2 separate regions of the Zea mays genome follow, and region 2 is linked to region 1. Evidence: chromatin contacts called from public Hi-C data. All regions are on one chromosome and are shown on one strand. Each heading gives the region's core, a stretch centred on a gene start, on an enhancer-like site or on the middle of the called end of the contact. The rest is flanking DNA. Distances are from core to core; before and after follow the strand shown. Region 1 holds the start of LOC111589339 (pathogenesis-related homeodomain protein-like). Region 2 holds the start of LOC103626620 (sporulation-specific protein 15).

The links. A called contact is a pair of places that touch in the nucleus more often than the background predicts.
Region 2: a contact with region 1 is called in a Hi-C map of leaf, with 6 times the contacts expected there. The contact joins the promoter of LOC103626620 here to the promoter of LOC111589339 in region 1. A contact is called at or near these places in 6 of 25 Hi-C or Micro-C datasets (ear, leaf, tassel and 1 more).

What each region holds. Positions count from the first base shown.
Region 1 is chr5:81,751,739-81,756,459 of Zm-B73-REFERENCE-NAM-5.0, reverse strand. LOC111589339 (pathogenesis-related homeodomain protein-like) reads right to left here and starts at 2,548. Exons shown (of 12, transcript NM_001371029.1): 1 at 2,366-2,548; 2 at 1,073-1,496. The coding sequence starts at 1,461.
Region 2 is chr5:82,130,139-82,134,859 of Zm-B73-REFERENCE-NAM-5.0, reverse strand. It overlaps LOC103626620 (sporulation-specific protein 15), which reads right to left and starts at 1,944. Exons shown (of 9, transcript NM_001323078.1): 1 at 1,709-1,944; 2 at 1,421-1,603; 3 at 1-1,316. The coding sequence starts at 1,783.

The DNA.
Region 1 (4,721 bases), core at 1,299-3,798:
TATTTTATGACTCAAATTCTCCACTTCAGCTTCATGCTTACTCTGATGCTACCTGGGCCAGTGATCCTACAGATCGTCGCTCCATCACTGGTTATTGTATTCTTCTTGGATCATCCCCTGTTGCTTGGAAATCCAAGAAGCAAGCCGATGTATCTAGATCTAGTACTGAAGCAGAACTTCGAGCCCTGGCTACTACTACTGCTGAGATTATCTGGATTCGTTGGCTCTTGGCTGATCTAGGCGTTTCTTGTGACTCGCCTACACTTCTTCGCTGTGACAATACTGGAGCTATACAAATTTGTCATGATCCAGTGAAGCGTGAACTCACAAAACACATTGGTGTTGATGTCTCATTCACTAGATCTCATTGTCACCAGAAGACCATTGATCTTCAATATGTGCCCTCAGAATTACAGCTTGCGGATTTTTTCACAAAAGCACAAACTAAGGCACAACATCAGTTTCATCTAATCAAACTCAATGCTTCAAATCCTCCACTTCCGCCTTGAGTTTGACAGGGGGTGTTAAGGCCCATATATTAGGGTCTGCCTATATATGCTACAGTACCCAAGGGGGCTATTATCTAATCTAATCAAGGTTAGTTACAATATGACCTGTTAACATGAACCTATCCGAACAATAGGAAGGAAAATAAGAGTTATCTCACTAACCCAGTCAATAAAAGGTACCACACAGCACTTTCATTCCATGAAATAGACATCAATTGCATCAACCCAAATGTTCATAGACTATGAAAATCTATATTAATATAATTAAGGAAGTTTAAAAAACATAAAACGTGTATTTGTTGAAAATTGTCCACATACACCTAATCTTCGTGGGACGTCATAAAGCTCATATGAATAAGTTTCAAAATAATAAGCATCTTGTTGCAAGCCTTAAAAGCTACATTACACTTTCCGTGAACTTTCCTCTATTCATCGTGACAAGATAAGACAGCATTTTTCAGGTTCCAAAGTTCAAAAGAATGCATTGACTCTACAAGGATGTATATAGATTTGAAAACTTTCTTTACACCAGCAGATTACAGCAGAAAGAGCAGGGAATGCACCTTTGCCCATTCCATCCATCTCCAGAGTAAGCATCTAGCAAATTCTGCTCCAGTTTTATCTTGATTAGAAAATATCTCGCTCTTCGTTCCAAACGAGTTGCCTCGTCTGTAATTTGGATTTTCCTTTTCTTCTTTTTCCTTGCGGTTAGTCCTGTTACGATTTTCCCAGGAACAGAATCTGAACCCTTCCGCTGTTTGAGGGGACTATAGTGGTATTTGCTCTTTATGCTTTTTGCCAGAGTAGCATTTCTAACTTTCCTTGGTGATCGCTTCATAAAGGAATCAGATTTGCATTGGTGGGAAGCATCAGGTCTAGCTGGTCTTTTTGGTACAGGAACCAACCCCATAGAGGTCTCATTCCAACCCAGTTTATTTTCCGAAGAATGCATCACGAGCAGTGGTGCTTATCACAGGGGATTTAGACCTAATAATGCAATGAAAGATGTGTTAAAAAGGGTCAGGCAGAAAGTAAGAGGCTGAACAACAAATTTATGATGGCTGCAGTATGTCAAAACAATAAGGGAGAGAGTTATCTTGCACGAAGCTATGCTGATCTGACCTACTGCAGTACTTTTATTTATTTCTAATAGGCATGGCATCTGAAGACATATGTCCACATCGGATGGATGTACACAGAGACAGAGCACTTAGATATGTTTGGTTTGGGTCAAAGTAGTATGAGGCGGAATTTGGGACCACACCGCCACCAAAAATTGATTTGGTTCACCACGCCCCCGTATGACTCTCATCTACATCTAAACATCATAGAAAATGTGGCCGACCGAATGAAAAGCTACAGCACTAATCTATCCGTACGTGCACATCTAGTCAATAAACTGTAAAGTACACTCAGATTTCAGAGTCTGCACTCAGCAGTGTGACATTTATTCATAGCCGTGTAGAATTAACAGTCACAAGGTGCACAGACGAGCACGGCCTGTTTCACTGTTCCGCTTCCACGCATACCAACTCGACAACACGCCCTGTTCCACTGTTCCGCTTCCGCGCCCATACGGGAACCCAAGCGCGCAATCTGAAGCACGGGAGTAGCGGGAAGTCGCGACTTGGTTGATTCCAATCAGACAGTCGAAATGTTGCCAGTTAATAGGTGAAGCAACACCTCTACATCCATTTAGGGCACTAGATCTGGGCGCTAAAGCACAGAGCCACAGAGGAGAAGCAAGCGAAACCCACAAGCCCGATACCCTCCTCTCAAGTACTAGAGAGCAACCGAGCAAACCACAGCCGCAAGCTACTAGCGAGCAAGAGCTGGGGGGCAGGAGGCGTACGAACAAAATGGCGCCGGCGAGGAAGCGGGCAGACGTCGAGAGGCACCGAGGTCGCGGGTCGTTTCACCACCGGCCCGCACGCCCCCACAGGTGCGGGCACCGCAGCGCAGCCGGCCACGACGAGCTCGGGGCGGGGGCCGGAGCGCTAGGGCGTGGAGGAGGCGGTGGAGGGAGGGGGCTGCAAAGCGAGGCCGGGGGCGGTGTTGCTGCTGCGACTGGGCGACCGCGAGGCGAAGCCAAAGCAGCGGACGCGGAAATGAAGGGGGAGCGGAACAGAATGACGCGTCGTGTGTCTCGGGCACTCTGCACAGTGCACCTGCGCAGTTCTGCACTGCGCGGCGCGGCGCACGCCTCCTGTCCCTGTTGGCAGTTGACGCTAGGGGCATAGGACGGGCGGCTGGGATGGTCCCGGGCGGCTGATCGGACGGCACCGACAACCTTGGACGCTGCAACAATTATTGCTTGCCAATCAAGGAATCGGATGGAGTTTATATGGAGTAGTTTTAAATCTTTTTTATATAAACAAAGGCATCCCTTCTACTCACAGTGGAATGAAATTTGAATTCGGCATGACTGTACAGTGAAGCAACTCCAAACCAGTGATAAAAAGCTAGTATACTCACTCGGAGTCTGGGACTGATGAATTATAAATCCGGTTGGAAACGGAATGATAATTCATAGAGATCAATTACGAGGTGTTTGATTTAAAAAATGAGCTAATCCAACATCTTTTTACTCCTTACTTTTTTTGTTTGGTTTGTAAAATGAAATTAGTTAATTCATCATTTCATTTCTCATAATATAAAATTAGTAATAATATAAGGAATAAGTTCATTCAACCAAATTCGTGGAATGGATTCATGATGCACCACCTCATCTAGAAACTCATCTAGAATAGATTGATTTTTCAAACGAAACACCGTGTTAGGAACCAATCCAATTCAAATCTACCATTTAAATGCAACAAAGCAAAACAGTGGTGGACGTTGTCGTGGCCTGAGATTCTACAAGGATACTATGGAATTTGGAATAGTTGTACATAATTGTCACATCCCGGGTTTTAGGGGGGTCAAAACCGGGGGCGAACTTTACCAAGTTTGTTGGGATCAAGTCACACATACAATAACTCATGGTGCAGAAACGAATGTCACATTATTAATATATAACGGAGTTCTGTACAAAATAATTAAATAATTACATCATATAAAGACAACGATCTAACAACCATAGTTGACTGTGAGACGACGGTCTAGACCACTCACGAACTCATCACGGCATCATTCACACGCCTCATCCTGTGGTACCTATCCTTGACCTGGGGAATGTGAGTACAGCAAGGGTGAGCTCACATACGTTTATCGCTCAGCAAGTTGTGGGGAATAATGTGCGTGAACTCATCAAAGGTGGGAGCTCATGTGAAGTGTAAGGCTTATCAAATGAGATGGTTAAAGCTGAGCATTGCTTTTAGAGTTGGTCAAAATTTTATTAGCAGTTACTAGGTGTAAGTAGATATCAGCCCAAATAAATAAGATATCAAAATTAATAACAACACACGCGATGCAATGCATATGACAGATTAGATTTAATTCCATAGATTAATCATGTGAGTGTCCAAGCTGCTCATGCCCGTGAACACGGCTGATATACCAGTTTTACAATCTGCAGAGGTTGCGCATCTTTACCCATGAGTCGTATATCCCGTCTAGCCAGTGTTTGCAAGGCCCTTAGACACTTCCGAGGTGAATGACTAGAGATCCACTACGAGGCATTTACAAAGTTCCACTAGTTTCAGAAAACCTGTTACGGTTTCTAAGAAGTGCAATATAGCAATCCCTCGTCCGAAAAGTCATCGCGGCATGATCCACCCGAGAACCTCCCTATACGCAGCTCCTCTACCGCCCTTGCCCCTTTCGAGTAAGGTAGTCCTCCACTAGTGGAATGAAATTTGAATTCAGCACAACTGTACAGTGAAGCTACTCCCTCCGTTCATAGCTTTTTTAAAAAACTTTGACCACTTGTTTTATTCAAAAAATAATAATGAGTTATTATTTATTTATTTTTATTTATTTTATCATTTAAGATAGTTTGTGCTTGATTTAAAATTTTATATTTTTGAATAAATATTTTGAATAAGACGAGTGGTCAAAGTTTTTAAAAAAATTAATGATGTCATATATTTGTAAATGGAGGTAGTAGTATACTCCCTCGGAATCTCGGACTGATGAATTGTAAATCCGGTTGGGAACAGAATGGGGATCTGTAGAGATCAGTTACAGCGTATTTGATTTGAGAAATGAGGTACCCCATCGTCTTCTCACTCCTCACTTTTTTGTTTGTGGAAAATGGAATTAGTTAATTCA
Region 2 (4,721 bases), core at 695-3,194, 380 kb before region 1:
GAAGATAGATGGTCCCGCTGTTCTTCAACTTCTTTTTTGGCTTCTTTCTCAAAAGCAAGGCTTGCAGTAAGCTCCATGTTCTCTTTTTGCAGAGCTTCCAGTAACAATCTGCTGTTAGCTAGTTCACTGTGGATTTGTTCTGTGCTCTCCTTGGAGGAATGTAGCTCACTCTCCAAATATGTGCACCTCGTGTTGCTAGTGTTGATTTCTTCTTTCAAGGAAGCCATGGTCAGTTCAAGTTGCCCCTTTTCTATGTTCACCTTGGAGAGCTCATGTCTACATTGATGAAGCTCTCTGTCAACTGCTAGTTTGCTTTCTTCAGTTTCTTTTAGCAGTACCCGGAGCTGTGTGGTATTGTCAGAAGACTGTTGTGTAAAATCTGAATAAAGGCCAGCAGCCTCATCTAGCTGCAACTGGAGAAAATCCCTTGACAGAGTTGCAGAGAACATATGATTTTGTATATCCTCGAAGTGAAGTGGCATAATGCCTTGCAATACCGCACTTCTAGATAAAGCTGGATCCCCCTTCTGCTCACAAAGTGGCATATCCGCTGATGCTGTTGGCTTGGCCTGAACACTCAAATCATCTATAGTGACAGCTTCATCACTTACATGCACCATGCTTGGATCTTCTAGGAGAGCCTCTTTGTCTACTCCATCGGTTTCATACCCAGTGTCTCTTTCGTACTCAGTACCTCTTGCAGTACTCTCAGGAATCACAATTGAAGCTGCAACAGTTGACTCTTCAAGTGCAGTCTCGGCATCTATTTCAGCAGAAGCTGTGGGCTCGATGTCATGCTGTATGTCTCCATCTAATGGCCTCCCAGAAACATCCATCACCATTTCCTGAGCCCCTTCACCGTGGATATTATCGGCTTCAATGCCTTGAGAATGAATTGGCAACTCGGTGAATTCTTCGAAACTGGAACTTGTTGGCCTTTCAACAGCATCCATTTCCACCTGCTGGTGTTCCCCTAGTTGATTGCAATCACCATCTGCTCCATTACCTTCAGAAGAAGCATTCAGCTCCATGCTATCCACATCACCCAGCTGAGCTCGTCCTACATTATCATCACCAATGCTGTCTCCACTGGTAGCCTGAAGTGATAGATCCCTGCCACCAGCTGTCTGGCTTTCAGGATGCTCCGAAATCCCCTGCTCACTAGGACCGACATGATGTGCATCGGAGACATCATCCGTCTCCTGCTCTTGCACCGTCTCCTGTTCTTGCACCGCATTGGAACTCTCCACAGAGCTGGACTCCGCGGTACCAGGCCCCTCACCGTTGCACTGCTCCGCCTGAGACCTCTCCGCTTCCTGCATTGACAGACATGCATTACACACCCAGCAACAACAACAGCTAGGAGCAGGAGCAGCCCACTCAAAACCCACGCCATCACACTGAAGCGCTCGAACCTCACCTCAAATGGAGTGCTCCCGCCGCCGCCCTCCCCGGCGAGGAGCTTCAACCCAACAGGCGATTTCGGCTCGGGCACAGACTCCTCCGCCGCCTTGGGCGCCCCCTCCCCGGCCTCCGCGTCAGCATCGGCGTCGGCCTTATTGCCGGGACCCCGCTTCCCCTTCTTCTTCCGGAACTGCTGCAGCTGCACGCGAGGTAAACCGTAAACGTAACGTAACGCTCGATCAAAATCCCCCCGAAAAAAAGACACAAAAGAGAACATGGAGCACAAATTCGCGGGAGTCGGTACCTTCTTCCGCCCTGCAGCGAGGAGATCGGTGCGGTTCTTGTTTCCGCCACCGCCGCCGCCGCCCCTGTGATCCATGCGGAGATCTCCGGTCCAGCCCTCGGGCAGCGGTCACGCGAGGCGGGGAGGCATCAACCAATCCCGCCCGCGGAGACCTACTAGGGCGCGGGCCGGCGGATTGCCCGAATCGTAGCGGGTTCTGGAAGATCTGGGAGGCGGGAGGGAGTCGCGCGCTCGGGTTCGGGGATTTGGGAGGGACGAGGAGGAAGAAGAGGGAGGAATCGACAGGAGAGATTCGGGTTTGGACCGGCGCCCGCGCCCGCGCCGTGTCGGGTTGGTGTGTGGCTGGCTGGCCCGCCTGGCCGGTGTCGGTTCGAGACGGGAGCACGGACGGAACGCGACGGTTTTCGCGCGTCTCCTGTCTCCCTGGCGCAGTTGCGGCCTTGCGGCCCCCCGCTGTGGGCGCGCTTCACAGGTTCTGAGTTCTGACGCTCTGTTCGACTGTTCCTGTTCCAACTAGCTAGACTACGGAACACGCACGCACGCAAATATCTCACTGCTAGCTCCTCTCTGATGGCTCTCTCCGCTCCGGTGCTCCATCCGTCAAAATTATGTTCGGATAAACCAGGACATTTGATCCACTTTATATAAAATATATTATCAATATTTTATATTATTAAAAAACTGGTAAATCAATTGTAGCCATGATATAGTTATTTAAAGTTATGGATATTTATGATGTTCTTATACAACTTTTGTTAAAATCATGATTGAATACAGAATTATATCATGCCCACTCTTCTTTCCCCCCCTCACCTCAACCGTATAGTAGATGGGTTTGGGGGGCCTCGGTTTCCTATGCCTACACCAGTGAATTTCTTTTTCGTAGGTGAAGGTAGTATTTATTCCCTCCGTCTCAAAATAGTATTTATTTTAACTTTTGATTTTTATATTTATATTTAAATAGATGAAGATGATTTTTTACGCATGTGTAAAACACATACATTAATAATTTTAATTTTGAATGGAGAGAGTAATATTTGGGCTTTTCGATGTAGCTAAGCTCTAACTCAGATAATTTTAGTTAGTTGAGTGCAAGTGGGATGTGACTACAACGTTGATTGTTGGTACCAATTCACCCTTCATCTCGCTAATTTATCCGCTCAACTAGTGTTGGGTATCTAGAAACATGGTACCCAAAATAAGGCTTGTAAAACCTTTTTTTAACCGACCAAAGTCTTCCTATCGAGCAGGTCCGCGAGGCAGAACGACCACTCAGGTCCCTGTCGAGCAAGTATGCGAGGCGGGGCAACCGACCAGGTCTCTGCCAAGCAAATCCACGAGGCAGCGCGACTGGACAGGTCCCTGCCGAGCAAGTACGTGGCGGAGCGACGGGCCAGACCCCTGCCAAGAAAGTCCATAAGACAGGGTGGCCACCCAGGTCCCTACTAAGAAAGTCAGCAAGGTGGAAACCCAAATCAGACGTCGCGATGTCCACGCCAACTAGGACAAAACATGACACCACAAGATGAGGTGTGGCTGAGGGCAGCCACGTGAACGACAGGCCGAGGGCACGTCGAGTGATTGCTATCGATATGAGTATATGACCACACCTTCCCAAGTACAGTTCAAGACACGCTCCCACTACCTTGACGGGCTGGACGATCCTGTTCATAAACGACCTCAGCATCAAAGCTTTTATAGTGGCCCGAATATTGGGTTCTACGCGGCAGATACACCATACCGGGTCTACACCCACGCACGCCAACAAGTGACGCAGGGTCGTGACGGTGGGCAGGACCGCACGGCTGATCCATGCCACTGACCGACGGGAGCCCCCATGCACTACCACGAGAGTGTCAGCAGGAGATCAGCTACAGGGACCCGTATGATGAGCGGACGGGCTACGCACAACCCTATGAACGGCGCTAGAGGAACTACGTCACTCAAGGGCCACCGACCAAGCTCCTTCTAGTAGAAAACAAGTCCCCAGGAATATCTCTACGTGCAACCACCCGGAGATCTCGCACATAACGTGTGTGCCCATTGCTCTTGGTTGATGTGGCAGTCTAGGTGTGATATTTTATAACCAAATAAATAAAAGGCAAAAATTAAATTGTCGTGTCGCGATAAATAACGCGAAAAAACATGAAACGCGAGCGAGCGAGCGCGTTTGGTAGCCTCCATAGCCCTTTATTTGTCTCATGTGAAGAGTATGAAACACTCTCACATATAAGTTGGTTCTCTCCTACTTAGATGCGCAACATGGGACTAAAGCCCCATGCCATCTCTACACACCACATTGGCTTCCTTATTGAATTGGGCCACACACTAGTGGGCCTAATTTCAACAATCACCAAAGTCAAGGTCTCCAATTGACTCAATCTCTACGCTTTCATATACCAGTTTTACAGGCAGACCCGATACGGGTTGAGCTACACCTTGCATTACAGGATTCACCTCCTCACGACTTTGCAATGGACAAATCCTTGAATTGCCAGTCTTGTGTAAGTTGGTTTCACCTATAGGCATCATTGATACTAGGTCGCCTAAAGCTATGCCTCTGATTGGAGCGTTGCGGTCATGCTCCCATATCTTTTAGTGAATTTATTTGAGATTACTCACATCTCATAGACTGCAACCTCACAGTCAAACTCACATAGGTGTATTCTTACAAGTGTACCCTGTAGGACAGTACCTTACCTGTTACAAGCCTCAGAATACATTAAGACAAAAGTCAACCTTCCTTGCAGCACCAAGAGTATGCATCTTCTAGTGGGAAACGAGTAAAAATAATGTACTCTCTTGTTATACAAAACAGTTTGTTCTTCCCAATTACTAATTCACGGGATCTCCGATTACATAGATTGGGTTACCACTATATGATAACATCACGTGGGCTTTAATCTCATCTCCCTTGATGCTTCATCAATCATAGCACGTGTTAATCCCTTTGTAAAAGGGTCCACCAAGTTTCGAGTAGTATTAATATACTCTACGTCGATCTCTTCAGTAT